Linked DNA regions of Sus scrofa: regions 1, 2 and 4 are each linked to region 3. Evidence: chromatin contacts called from public Hi-C and HiChIP or PLAC-seq data. All regions are on one chromosome and are shown on one strand. The core of a region is the stretch at or near the end of the contact, and the rest is flanking DNA. Distances in the headings are between cores, read along the strand shown.

Region 1 (2,899 bases), core at 10-2,509, 470 kb after region 3:
GCTTTTCCATCTCTATGTGAATTGCCTTCCTCCTCTTTGAAGACCCAAACCACTATCCCTAACCTCCTTCTTTTGTCTTTAGCTGAAGATGGTTTTACGGAGAGACTCTGTTTTTCTAGGTTTCTCCTATGTATACAAGTTATTAAACATTATTTGATTTTCTCCCATTAACATGTCTTAACATGAATCAACATGTCAATTCAATTCTTAGACCAGCCAGAAAAACCTACAAGGATAGAGGAAACTTTCTTTCTCTGGCAACCCCAAACTAGGACTTCTAGCAGATGCAATTAATCATGTGGCCCTGGCCTCAATGAGCCAGAATCCTCACCTGTAAGACCAGGATAAAAGCACGCATTTGGGGTTGTTATGAGGAAAGTAGAGTGACTTTCATGCACATGGCATAGAGTCCCGTTCAGTGAAATCAGTTATTACCTAGGCTTACCTCTCATAACCGATGTGTCCTTTGAAAACCACTTCCTTTTACTGCACCTCAGTCTCCTTTTCTAGGAAAATAAAGAGTTTGGATTTGTTAAACTATCTTCCATATCTCAGTCCCATCAGCCTAGGAACCTGCCTTTTTAAAAGATCTGGCTCAGCTCAGCTCACGTTGGAATCTACTTTCCTTTTACTGTGTATCACAAAACAAGCTAAAAAACGTGTCTGACGCTCTGCATCTGTAGAGCGTCAAAACAGGGACAAACGATACCTAGCTTACTGGAAACATAAAGACGTGAAGATTACGTGAGATAGAGTGTCCGGGACCCATCAGCTTGTAACTGCCTTGAAGGCTGGGACCCATCTGTTTTGCAGATTTACAAGCCTGACACCTCTTCAGAGGGTTGGGTCACAAAACTAGATGAATAAATTCACGTGAAGTATCAGGAGCAAGACCTGGCACAAAGTAAGCATTCAATAAATATTATTAATTATTTTAACACCTGTCTGCAAGAGTTCGGGTACTCAGTATATGGTTGAGAAGTTAACATGATACACATTGGACACACACACCCACCAGAGGCTGCTGAGAGTTTGCGTGGGCGAGTTCTTGGAGAAGAGCCCCCAGAGCAGGACACTGAGAGGGCAGCGGCCACTTTGGGCCTTTGAAAATCCGGGAAAGCGGGAAGATCCGGGCGGAGGCTGCGGACCTAGCTCCCAGCCGACGCAGCACAGCACGAGGCGACGGCGGGCAGGCACCGACCAATCCGGGGCCTGGTTCAAAGAGCCAATCGGGGCGCGCTTTACAGGGGCCGCGGCCTTAGGGGGCGGGGCAGGGGGAGGGGCCACAGCCGCCTCCCGGACCGCCCAGCCCAGGCGCGGTGCGGCTCGGTGCGGTAAGCTGCAGAGCCCTGTTAACTAAAAATGTAATTTCAGATTGGACAAGTAAGTGATCCTCCTCTCGGTCCCACGTGTGCATCAGGGGCTTTAGCGGTTGCTCAGGCTCACAGCGAGCCGGTTCTCTAGCCTGAGAGCGCTGGGCCGAAGCCTCCCTCCCTTTTCCCGCAGCCGGCGCCTCCTCTTCCTCCTCTGGCCGCTTAAGTCTTAGTGCTGGTCGTGCTTTGGCTCTTGTTGAGTCCCCAGTGTCCACTCCTTGGTGAGGCGTCAGGCCACTCAAGAGAAGGGTCAGCCTTGACTGCACCCTCAACACTGCCTAGGAGCTTTCTGAAACCTGGGGTCCTTTGCCCTCACTGTCCAGTTAACTAGGTTAATTTCCTATCTTTATCACACCTCTCCCCACCCCCCACATCTTATTTTAGAATGTTTCCCTAGGCATTTTTGAGCCTTTTAATCCCAGGCTGGCCACCTAAAGCCTTTTAAGGCTAGTGCTGCTTGTGATTATGTTTGAGGTGCAGTTTAATTTAGATGGTGTAATGCTCTTTGTCTATAGTTAAACTGCATAGGAAAGGCCTAGAGGTATCTTTCCATTTTTATTAATTTCCTTTTTTTTTTTAAGGATGAACAACATGCAAAATGGGGCATTTCCCTAATCATTGGCTATTTTCCACTAAAGCACTTCTCATGTTGTAACTAATTTCGTTTGTAAAGAGTCAAGTCATTTTCAAGATCTGGGAAAGCAGTCATCCTTAGGTTAATTTTTAAAGTGATATCAGAAGGAAGTGATTATGCTTTTGAATCCATAAGAAAGAAGGCAAGCTTTCTCTTAGTTCCTGGCTGTTAGACGGTAGTTTTGCTTTGTTTTGTTTTGCTTGCTTTTCTCTTCTTTGCTGTGATCCACCTTCTATCCTGAAATTGTGCTTTGTAAGTTGCCAGCTGGGTCTTCCAGCCTGCTGACTGCCTCCTGGTCTTCTGGGAGTCTCCTGTTAATTAGGCCCTGTGCTTGGCTTTTGACCTAGTGGCCACAGGCCTGGCTCTTGGAGGGGCCAGCTGAGGAGGCCCAGCGAACTCTTGTTAAGGATGATTAAGGAACCAGAGAGGCTGAGAGGGCCTGGAGATTGATTTTGAGGGGGAGGGAGATTGGGAGCCTCCCTGATGGATTTGGAAGTTTTGGGAGAAGGGAATAACCCAGAGAGTGGAGATCTGTGTCTTTCTGGATGAAACTGAGAAGTTTACTGGGAGGAGACTGGGCCTTTTTCCAAGCTGTGTTAATTTTTTCTGTGGGCCTTGTCTTTTCCTGGAATCTGGTTCCCTTTCCCTAACCTTTCACTTAGTTCAAATCACAGTCAATTACCAGATGGTTTTGAAAACAATTTGAGGTAATGAATCTTACCCTTAAACTCCCAGTCAGAGTGGGACCATCGCCGTGCCCCCCACCCCCAGCCCCAACCAAAAGGATTTGAAATAATTATTTTACCAGAATGTTCTACAGAGATCAGGGAGTTCCCATAGTAGCGCAGCAGAAACCAATCCGACTAGGAACCATGAGGTCGTGGGTTCGAAC
Region 2 (2,742 bases), core at 5-2,504, 490 kb after region 3:
TTAAAGTGGTATTTAATTCTTGTTGTTAAGGAGACTGAAGTGGACCAGCATACTCATTGCTTTTATCTTTTTCTTCCCAAACTTCCCAACCCCCTGACTGCAGTATAACTAAGTAAATGAATTGTGTGGGACGCGTGTACCTGGGTTCCCAGCCAAAGCCAGAGATCAAAGCAGAGAGAGGATATTGAGCTTCCTCCCAGATCCCCGAGACGCTGTCCCGACAGTCCTGGAGGAGTGGCTCTTTCGGAAATAGGACTGCAGGTAAGCTCATTCACTCGGGAGGGTTATAGGCTTAGGAAACAATGTTATTGCTATTTGGTCATTTCGAGGAAAAGAGGAGGAGAATATAGCAGAACAGCCCCTGGAGATTGGTTTTCAGCGCCGTCTCTGCAGCAGGATCTCTCCTTAGGATCCCGTGAATAGTTTTGCAGAGACCTGCCTCTCTGGGACCCTCTTCCCTTTTCTCACGCTTCCTCTGATCAGCTTGCACATTTGTTGAAGACTCAGCCGTGAAGCCTGTGGTTTCCTGTGGCACATTTCTAATAATATTTGGACAGGCTATCATTTAATGAACCACGTAAATATTTATCACAAGAGCAGTCTTTTGATCATGAACAGGGGCTAAAAACCAGTCCAGTCCGTGCTGGGGACTTGGCCGGGAGGCCGTTCCTGCCCTTCGGAGCCTTCAGTCGACTGAGAAGTTAGGTAAGGCTCTGGACATGTGTGCAGGCCGCTTGAATTTCTCTCTGTAGCTTTTCTTTCTCTTGGCCTCCCCAGTCCATGTCCTTCTTTCTCGGTCTGACCTGCCTCCCCAGATCCCCATCAGTTGTTTTTCCTTTTAGAGAATTGATCTCCGCCTGAAATGAATGAGCTGGGACCAACCTTCTGACCATCACCACTCATAAATCAGGCTCCGGAGCCCCACTGTCCTAGCCTGGAGCCCCAGCTTCTCTGATTTTGTGCTCTGTGGCCTTAAATAGCTTTATTGCGGAGAACCTCAATCCCCTTACCTGGAAAATGGGCTCATAGTGCCTACCTCACAGGGTTGTCACGAGGACGAAGTGAAAATTACAGAATCAGGTGGGTGACTGGCAGAGCATAGCTTAATAAATGCTATTGTTGCTGCTTTTGTTGTTGTTGTTGAAGAAGTGGTTGAAGGATTCTGTTTTCATTTTTAAGCTGGTGTGTGGAAAGAGCCCTAAACGTGCCTTAAGAGGCCAGGGTTCAAGTCCAGGTGCTGCTCTTGTTTACTCTTTGTGTCACTTGGGGTAAATTCCCCCATCCGTCTGAGGTATAAAATGCTGATAGGTTTATCAGCTTGATTGAATTTCAGTCAGAAGAGATGAACAAATGTATGAAAGCGCCAGACATGCACAAGGATCCTAATCCTTTTTTTTAAAAAAAAAACAGAAAAAGGAATAATGTTTTCCATTTTGCAGTTACTTTATTTTTTGAGGCCAAGAGGAACTGGAACACAGTTTGGCATCTAGGACACAGCAGCGAGGACTCATGACCCAGGAACAAAGGGCACAGAGGGATCGACAAAGAATCTGAGTTGCAGAAAATCCTCTGGCAGAGTTTTTATAACTCACGGGGTCAAGTTTCAGGGTAGCTGCCCGAGGGTTTGAACTTCTCTGCTTCCCTGCTTTCAGAGCCCAGGTGTGGAAACAATCATAAAGCGATCGCTGAAAACGATAGTAATGGGAAACACGGTGAACCTGAACTATTTAATTAGGATCTGTTTCTTACAGAAACATGAACTGGGAGCTGTGTGTGAACGGTGCAGGGCGAATGTAACACCCTGATCCCCTGGGTCTGATTCTCTTCCCAATGGATGTCTTGGTCGTATGGTCTAGAAATGGGTAGGGGGCCAGAGAGAAGTAGGTAGGAGCCTAGGTAGGAGTGGGTCAGTCTCTACAGGTGGCAGGTGTCCTGAGTTAGCCAGTTGTAGCCAAAGTAGGCAGGGACACCTAGCAGAGCCCTTGGCAAATAGGCGTTTAATAAAATGGAGGGTAACAGGCAGTAGAGCGTTCTAAGGACAGGTAGGGATGCTGGACCAGAGGGAATGAGATTGCTGTCACCTCTGTGACTCGCTAGTTGTACGACATTAGAGCGAGTTGCTTTACCCGTCTAGAACTCATTTTCTGCATCAGTAAGATGGGGATGTAACGGTAATTATCATCCAGGGTTGGTATCAGGATAAAAAGTGGATTAGAAATGTAAGCAAGGTGGTTAGTGGAGCATTGGATACACAGCAAATTTGTACCTTTTATTATTTACCTAAAGGTAGGTTATAAAGGTATCCGCTGAGTCCCAGAGACTTGGTGAGTTCGTGCTCTGTGCCAGAAACTGTGCTGGCACCAGGGATTCATCTGTGGTCCAGCAGCAGTGGAGTTAACTGTCTACTGGCAAAGCTCTACTTTCTATCCAGGGAGGGGGTGGGGTTCTTCTGAAGAGTGGGTTCTTTCCTGTTTAGCCAAGTGATGGGTCCACAACCCAGAGCTGGAGTAAGCCCTGGGTCAGCTGCAGAGTAGAAATCTGCCTCTTTGGGTTTGACTGGGAATAAATCAGGTGGGCTGGGTGGTGGGTGGCACGAGAGAGTCAACACTGAAGGAGCCAGGCCTGAGGGGCTGGGTCAGCCCCCAGGGGGACTCTCTTGTCACTGAAGCTGGCCAGAGAAGCCTGGATGATGGCCAGCCAGGTCTGTGTGGGCCAGAATGTTTGTATAGAGTCTTCATTCCC
Region 3 (2,920 bases), core at 9-2,508:
AAGTTCTCAAGTCTGTCTCTCTGCTATTTTTTTTTTTTTCTCCATTGCCCCTCAGCCCCCAACAGTCTCGCCTCAAAACGTTTGCAACTGCTGCGTTAGCATGAGTTGGCACCCACTGTTAACGTGGTTCATGACTTTTTGTTTAAGCTGGGCCACCTGTTCCCTGAGCATGTTGGCGGTGGACGCCAGCTCCGAGTTCTGCGCTTTCAAGGTTTTCACTTTTTCCTCCAGCCGGGCGATCCTCTCCAGCTTCCTTTTCCGGCACTTGGAGGCAGCGATGCGGTTCCTCATGCGCTTCCTCTCCGCCTTGATCCGCTCCTGCGACTCCATGTCGATGGGAGACAGGGGCGGGGTTTCCCCGGGCATCTCGGGCACCGTCTGCGGCTCCTCCTTCAGGGCCTGCAGCCGCGGGTGCTGCACGGGGATCTGCTGGGGCAGGTGGTGCGGCGGCTGCGGTGGTTGCTGTTGCTGCTGCTGGGGCTGAGCGGGAAAGGCCAGGCCCGCCGCGCCGTAGGAGGGCGCCCCGCCGCCGCTGCTCAGCGCGCCGGGGTTGAAGTTGCTGAGATTAGCGTAGACTGGCGGCTCGCTGTGTAGGCTGGCGCTGAAGCCGCCGCTGCCGCTGCCGCCCGCCACTGAAGCTACCGCCGGAGCCACCAGGCCCGCCCCGCTGACCGGCTGCGCCGCCGACGTGACGCTGGGCAGAGTGTTCTGGCTGTGCAGTTCGGCCAGCGCGCGCACGAACCCCTCGGCGAAGCCCTCCTGCTCGTCAGTCACGTTCTTGGGGCATAGGAACTGGGTAGGGGTCGGCGTGGTGGTGATGTGCCCGTTACTGGACTGGATTATCAGGCGCTCGAGTTCGGGCGACGCCAGCTTGAGCAGCCCCACGTCGGGCGAGGTGAGGAGGTCGGAGTTCTTGGCCCGTAGGTGCGGCTTCAGGTTGCCCACCGGGTCAGCCAGGTTCAGGGTCATGCTCTGCTTCAGGATCTTGGGGTTACTGTAGCCGTAGGCACCGCTCTCGGACTGGAGGAACGAGGCGTTGAGGGCATCGTCGTAGAAGGTCGTTTCCATCTTTGCAGTCATAGAACAGTCCGTCACTTCACGTGGGGTGAGTTTGGGTTGCGCGCAGAAGTTTCGGGGCCGCAACAGCGCGCTGGCAAACGGGGGACACCCGCGCTTCCCGGGGCCGTGAGCGAGGAAAGTTTCTCTAAGAGCGCGCGCCCCCGCCGGCTGGCCTCCCCCCTGCGCCCTCCTCACCAGCTCGCTCCGGGGGATCGCAAGGTTGAGACGCCGCCCGCACTCTTACTCGTCCGCTCGCGCGCGCTTCCCGGCTTTGAAAAAGTCGCGGTCACTCACGGTGAGCTCTCGGGAGCAGCGGTTCCTCGGAGCCCGCGGACGAACTCGCTTCCAGGCGGAGGCAGGCAGCGCAAAGCCCGCGGTGGCCTGCCCGCGGCGGGTCTCCGCCGCCCGGACTCCGACGACTGTCCCCTCCTCCGCTGCGAGGGGGAGGGGGCGCCCGGCAGCCGCGGGTCGCGCTCGCCCAAGTTCAGCAACCGGTGCGAGCGGAGCGGAGCGCACGTCCTCCTCACTCCACCGCCTCCTTTTCTTTACCGCCTCTGCGGCAGCTTCGGGCGGAGAGAAGCTTTGCGAAAGTTCGCTCCGGGACCCGGCGGCCACTTGTCCCCTGTCCTCCTTGCCGGGAAACTTCTCGCCGCTGCAGCTGGTCTCCGGACTTCCCCGTGCGGACAGTGGCCGCTCTCCGAGCTGTCAGCAGCGCCCGCGCAGCGGGGCTCTCCGCCTGGGGGCGGCTGGAGAAGGGGATCTCCCGGCACTCCCCAAAACACCAGCCCGGGAGCCACAGGCGTTAGCTCCGGGTCGTGGGAGAGAAAATGGAAAAGAAAATAAGATTTGCAGTCCGCCCCGACTGACGGTGCCTGTCTGCCTGCCTGAATCGGCGAACCTCCACTCCCGCCTCGCTGCTTCAGCCACACTCAGTGCAACTCTGAGCCCTTATCCAGCCGGAGCTCAACACTTATCTGCTACCAGTAAACCCCTAAAAATAGCCCATGATGTCACCCCAAGGCCTTCCCATTGGCTCTTGTCGCTCTCAGGAGGGCGGGCCCACCCGTCGCCATGGAGACCCCACCCTAGAAGATTCTTCTCTGGACCCGCGGAGGCTCACGGGATGAGGTAATGCTCCGCTGCCCTCCTACAGTTGGGCCCTTCTTTTGCCTCCCCTCCCTCCTCTCCTCGCGACTAGCGCCTCTCTCTTCCCCCTCCCCTCCTCGGCGCGTCTTTCCTGGCCCGCCCGGTGCATTGTGGGCTGACGTCTTGGGGTTTGACTGTCTAGTGACGGTGGCTGCCGCAAGCTGGGCGGACTCCGGCGGCGGCTCGCAGCCTCTGAAGGAGGCGGGCTCAAGTTCAGGGAAGGCAGGGGATGCGGGGACCCGGAAGGCTGGGGAACCGGGCCCGATGGCTCGGCCTGAGTGGGCTGGGCGGGTGTCACTGAGGGGGTCGATGTCATCTGCGGGCACTTCGCCGCCGCGCGGGGGGGAGGGGGCGGGCTAAGCGCCCAGGTCCCTGCCCCCCCCCGCATTTCCGGGGGGCGGGAGCACCGCCCTTAAGGTGGCTCTGTTAAGGCCCTTGTGGGGGCGAGTGAAAGTGGGCTGAAGTTTAGGAGAGTCGGCCCCCCACGTTGAGAACTCTCCGAAATTTGTCTCCCGGTCAAGTTCAAGAGCGACTGTTCGCGGCGCTGTCTGGAAGCCGAGTGATTTGCATTGCTTGAAACTGGGTGTTCATCTAAGTCCCTGCCGCGCCCCTACTTCACCCTCCAGACCATGGGAGAAAGCGCGCGGGGTTCACAGCTTTGCCTTGGGAACCGGAGGCGGTTTCTTAACAGGGGGTGGAATTAGGGGGCACCCAG
Region 4 (2,700 bases), core at 37-2,536, 290 kb after region 3:
AATTGGGTCTGTGCTGAAATCCAAATAAATTAAGTTTTAAAGAAACGAAGTATGTGATTTCCTTGACAGGAAGCGGAGTTCACATGAAGGGCCCATGTTTTAAATGACTGTGATGACTTTTTGTTTGCACCTCCGAAGAGTCTTAGCAGCAAGACTAGAATGTTATTCTAAGAAGAGGGCAACTTTCTTCAGCAACTGTCCCCCTGGAGGGATGGTGACCCTACACTCCATTTTCCAACGTTCATCTTTCCCACGTCCCTGGTGGGGGTGAGGGGGGTCTCTTCACCAGGGTCCATCAGACTCCCAGCCAGCTGACTGGCTGGACTAGTCATTTGAACCCTCCTGGTTGTCTATGACCTGTCTGAGCCACCTACTGAACTGTAACCTGCTGGGTTAGCTATGTACTACCCCGGCAGTGTTTGGCATACACTTAGAGTTCAATAAATATTTGTTAAACATTTATTGAGTTCATTGTTTTGATAATCCCTAGGACAGTAGATTGCAGTATTGATTCCAATTCTTCAATCCATACTACCCTTCATCTCTGCCATGGCTAAGCTCCTGCTACGCCCCTTCCCCCCAGCCCCCAGAGTTTCTGATGCTATAGGTCTGGGGTGACGCCAGAAAAATCTCAACTATAAAAAGGGCTTAAGAAAAAGCTCCAAAGCATGCATTCTTCTTTAACACCAAAGGAAAAAAGAAAGAAGACCCGTCTTGATGAGCTTCCTATTTCTTTTTCTTCGATAAACTTGCAAAGAAGACTAGATTAAGATAAAAGTTGGACAAAGGCCACCCAGAAAGGAGAGCTCAGCTTTTAACGGTCCCTCAGCCTACATCTGATTAAGGACTGCCCTGTGACTGGAAAGCGTTTCTCCTCCCAGGCCCCGCTGGACCCAGATGTTCCCAGGCTGCGCCCCAGGCCTCACAGGGCTGGGCCTTTTCAGGGTCCGGGGTCCAGGTTGGGGGCCTGGGGATGCTGAGCTCCTGTCACCTCCCTCTCCTCCCAGCCTCCTTCCTTCCTTCTCTCCTGGCAGCAACTGTATCCTGTTGCTCTGAGCAAGGGCCCACAAGAAAGGCCAGTGGCAAGTTATTGTGCTGGGAATGAAGACAAATGAATCCCTTTTCTGTAGGGCTCCTGGCATCCGGTGGGAGGAAGGAAAGGACAATGCTTGGAGGGAGCTGGCTGGGCTGACCCCCTCCTGTTGGCTCTCCCCTCCCCTTTCCGGTGCAGCGTTTGTCAGCCCCAAAGCCTCCACTTCCTGAGCAATCATTAGATGCACGCGTGAGGTATGTGGTTCCCCAGTGCCCAGGCAGATTCCTGGCCCAGCCTCAGGAAGTGCAGGCAGAGTCCTGGGCTGGGACCCTGAAACGGAGAGAGTCTTGGCGGCTTCTCACCCCCCCTGCTACCCTGACTACTGCCAAATCACTTCCCATCCCTGGGCCTCTGTTTGGCATGCTTATAAGTGCCTTCTGTCTGCCTGAAACTGCTGTCTGCATCAGTGCTTCCCAAACCTCCGTGGGCACCAGAATCCCCTGGAGGGGGGCTTGGGAGCCTTGCACTCTGAATGCGCCAATCCTGCGTCTGGGCACACAGAGCAGACATTTCATCACTGGAAACGTTCTGGGATGACGCCCGGCCCCCTAGATGAAAGGATTCTCTCTCCCCTCACCTGGCTCTTTTCTAACTCTTTCCAATGAATTGGTACATGAGAGGTTGGAGGCACAGGGATTCCAGAAGTGCTAAGAGGTTGGGCAGAGACACAGGATGTTTTTAGGGAGTGCCTTGGGTTCAACACCTGTGGAAGAGGGCAAGGGCAAAAGTGGGACTAGCCAAGTGAGAAGGCACTCCACAGATGCCGAAAGTTAGGTCGGGATGACCAAGTCTCAGCACCCCTGAATCAAGCCGTCACTGGATTGGGCAGCCCCAGGAAGGGCTGTGACCTTTGCGGGCGGCTGGGGGGCAGTGGTTTTCCACAGCTGAAGCATCTGTGAGGGCTGTCTGTCTGCCCATGGCACTCCCAGCAGCTGGAGTCTTTAATGACCAGTTCTTCAGCCAAAGGGGATCTGGGTGGTTTAACACAGCATCCACCCAAATGTGGAAGGGCAATTCTGATGAAATGACATAAAGAACCAATGAATGTTTTTGAAGATGAGTAGTCAATGATTATGTTTTAAACCCCTGATCTTTCTAGGGCATTTTATATTTTTCGAAACATTCTCCCATATAAAAGCTTATTTATGATTTCCATTCTGGGTTCTGCAGGCAGGCTGGAGAGCCCTAGGTTCTAAAGGAAAAAGCACTGGATTTGGGGCAAGTGAGAATGCCCGAATCCCAGTTCTGCCACTGTTTGGCTGGGAGTCCCTGAGCAAGGTTCTCCTGTTTTCTGGGTCTACTCTGTGAAAAGGAAATGATCACACATAATTCACAGACTGGCTGTAAGGATTTAATTAAGGAAGAGATGTAAAACAGAGTGTCTGGCACGTGGTCAGAACTCAAGAAATCGTTAACAACACCAAAAACAACTTCAAAAAAAAAAAAAAAAGCAACAATACACATTATCTTCCCATTTTGCAAACAAAAGTATCCAGACCTATAAAGGTAAGCGTCTTCCTAAGAACTCACAGTGGACTATAGGTAGATCCAAGATCTACTGTGTATCCCCTACTGACCTCAGTGCTATGTGGCCCCACAGCTTTTCA

Evidence for each region. Hi-C and Micro-C count contacts between places; a contact is called where the count stands out from the background. HiChIP or PLAC-seq counts read pairs in DNA pulled down with a chosen protein or histone mark.
Region 1: a contact with region 3 is called in an H3K27ac HiChIP or PLAC-seq map of alveolar macrophages. The contact joins the promoter of FGGY here to the promoter of JUN in region 3. A contact is called at or near these places in 3 of 5 promoter capture datasets (fetal liver, fetal skeletal muscle and liver), 15 of 47 Hi-C or Micro-C datasets (alveolar macrophages, embryonic fibroblasts, fetal heart ventricle and 9 more) and 2 of 2 datasets of contacts at active chromatin or transcription factors (alveolar macrophages and skeletal muscle).
Region 2: a Hi-C map of liver shows a contact between it and region 3, with 6 times the contacts expected there. The contact joins the enhancer-like site here to the promoter of JUN in region 3. A contact is called at or near these places in 1 of 5 promoter capture datasets (liver), 5 of 47 Hi-C or Micro-C datasets (embryonic fibroblasts, fetal heart ventricle and liver) and 1 of 2 datasets of contacts at active chromatin or transcription factors (alveolar macrophages).
Region 4: an H3K27ac HiChIP or PLAC-seq map of skeletal muscle shows a contact between it and region 3, with 6 times the contacts expected there. The contact joins the enhancer-like site here to the promoter of JUN in region 3. A contact is called at or near these places in 2 of 5 promoter capture datasets (fetal skeletal muscle and liver), 3 of 47 Hi-C or Micro-C datasets (embryonic fibroblasts, heart right ventricle and skeletal muscle) and 2 of 2 datasets of contacts at active chromatin or transcription factors (alveolar macrophages and skeletal muscle).

The regions. Positions count from the first base shown.
Region 1 is chr6:153,211,539-153,214,437 of Sscrofa11.1, reverse strand. FGGY (FGGY carbohydrate kinase domain-containing protein) reads left to right here and starts at 1,259. Exons shown (of 16, transcript XM_021097811.1): 1 at 1,259-1,383. It overlaps LOC102165506 (a long non-coding RNA gene), which reads right to left and starts at 1,186. Exons shown (of 4, transcript XR_002345481.1): 1 at 1,016-1,186; 2 at 446-506.
Region 2 is chr6:153,195,118-153,197,859 of Sscrofa11.1, reverse strand. It overlaps FGGY (FGGY carbohydrate kinase domain-containing protein), which reads left to right. Exons shown (of 16, transcript XM_021097811.1): 2 at 104-261. Among named protein-coding and RNA genes, the nearest start is that of FGGY, 17 kb to the left of the region's middle. Within about 2 kb of position 1,254, at least 8 of the 83 cell types and tissues checked have an H3K27ac peak or open chromatin away from gene starts, as enhancers often do. A contact at or near this core is called in liver, where this site is marked.
Region 3 is chr6:153,684,763-153,687,682 of Sscrofa11.1, reverse strand. It overlaps JUN (Jun proto-oncogene, AP-1 transcription factor subunit), which reads right to left and starts at 1,258. Exons shown (of 1, transcript NM_213880.1): 1 at 48-1,258. The coding sequence starts at 1,080. The coding sequence ends at 73.
Region 4 is chr6:153,391,022-153,393,721 of Sscrofa11.1, reverse strand. All of the region lies in intron 3 of LOC102165506 (a long non-coding RNA gene), which reads right to left. Among named protein-coding and RNA genes, the nearest start is that of FGGY, 180 kb to the right of the region's middle. Within about 2 kb of position 1,286, at least 16 of the 83 cell types and tissues checked have an H3K27ac peak or open chromatin away from gene starts, as enhancers often do. A contact at or near this core is called in skeletal muscle, where this site is marked.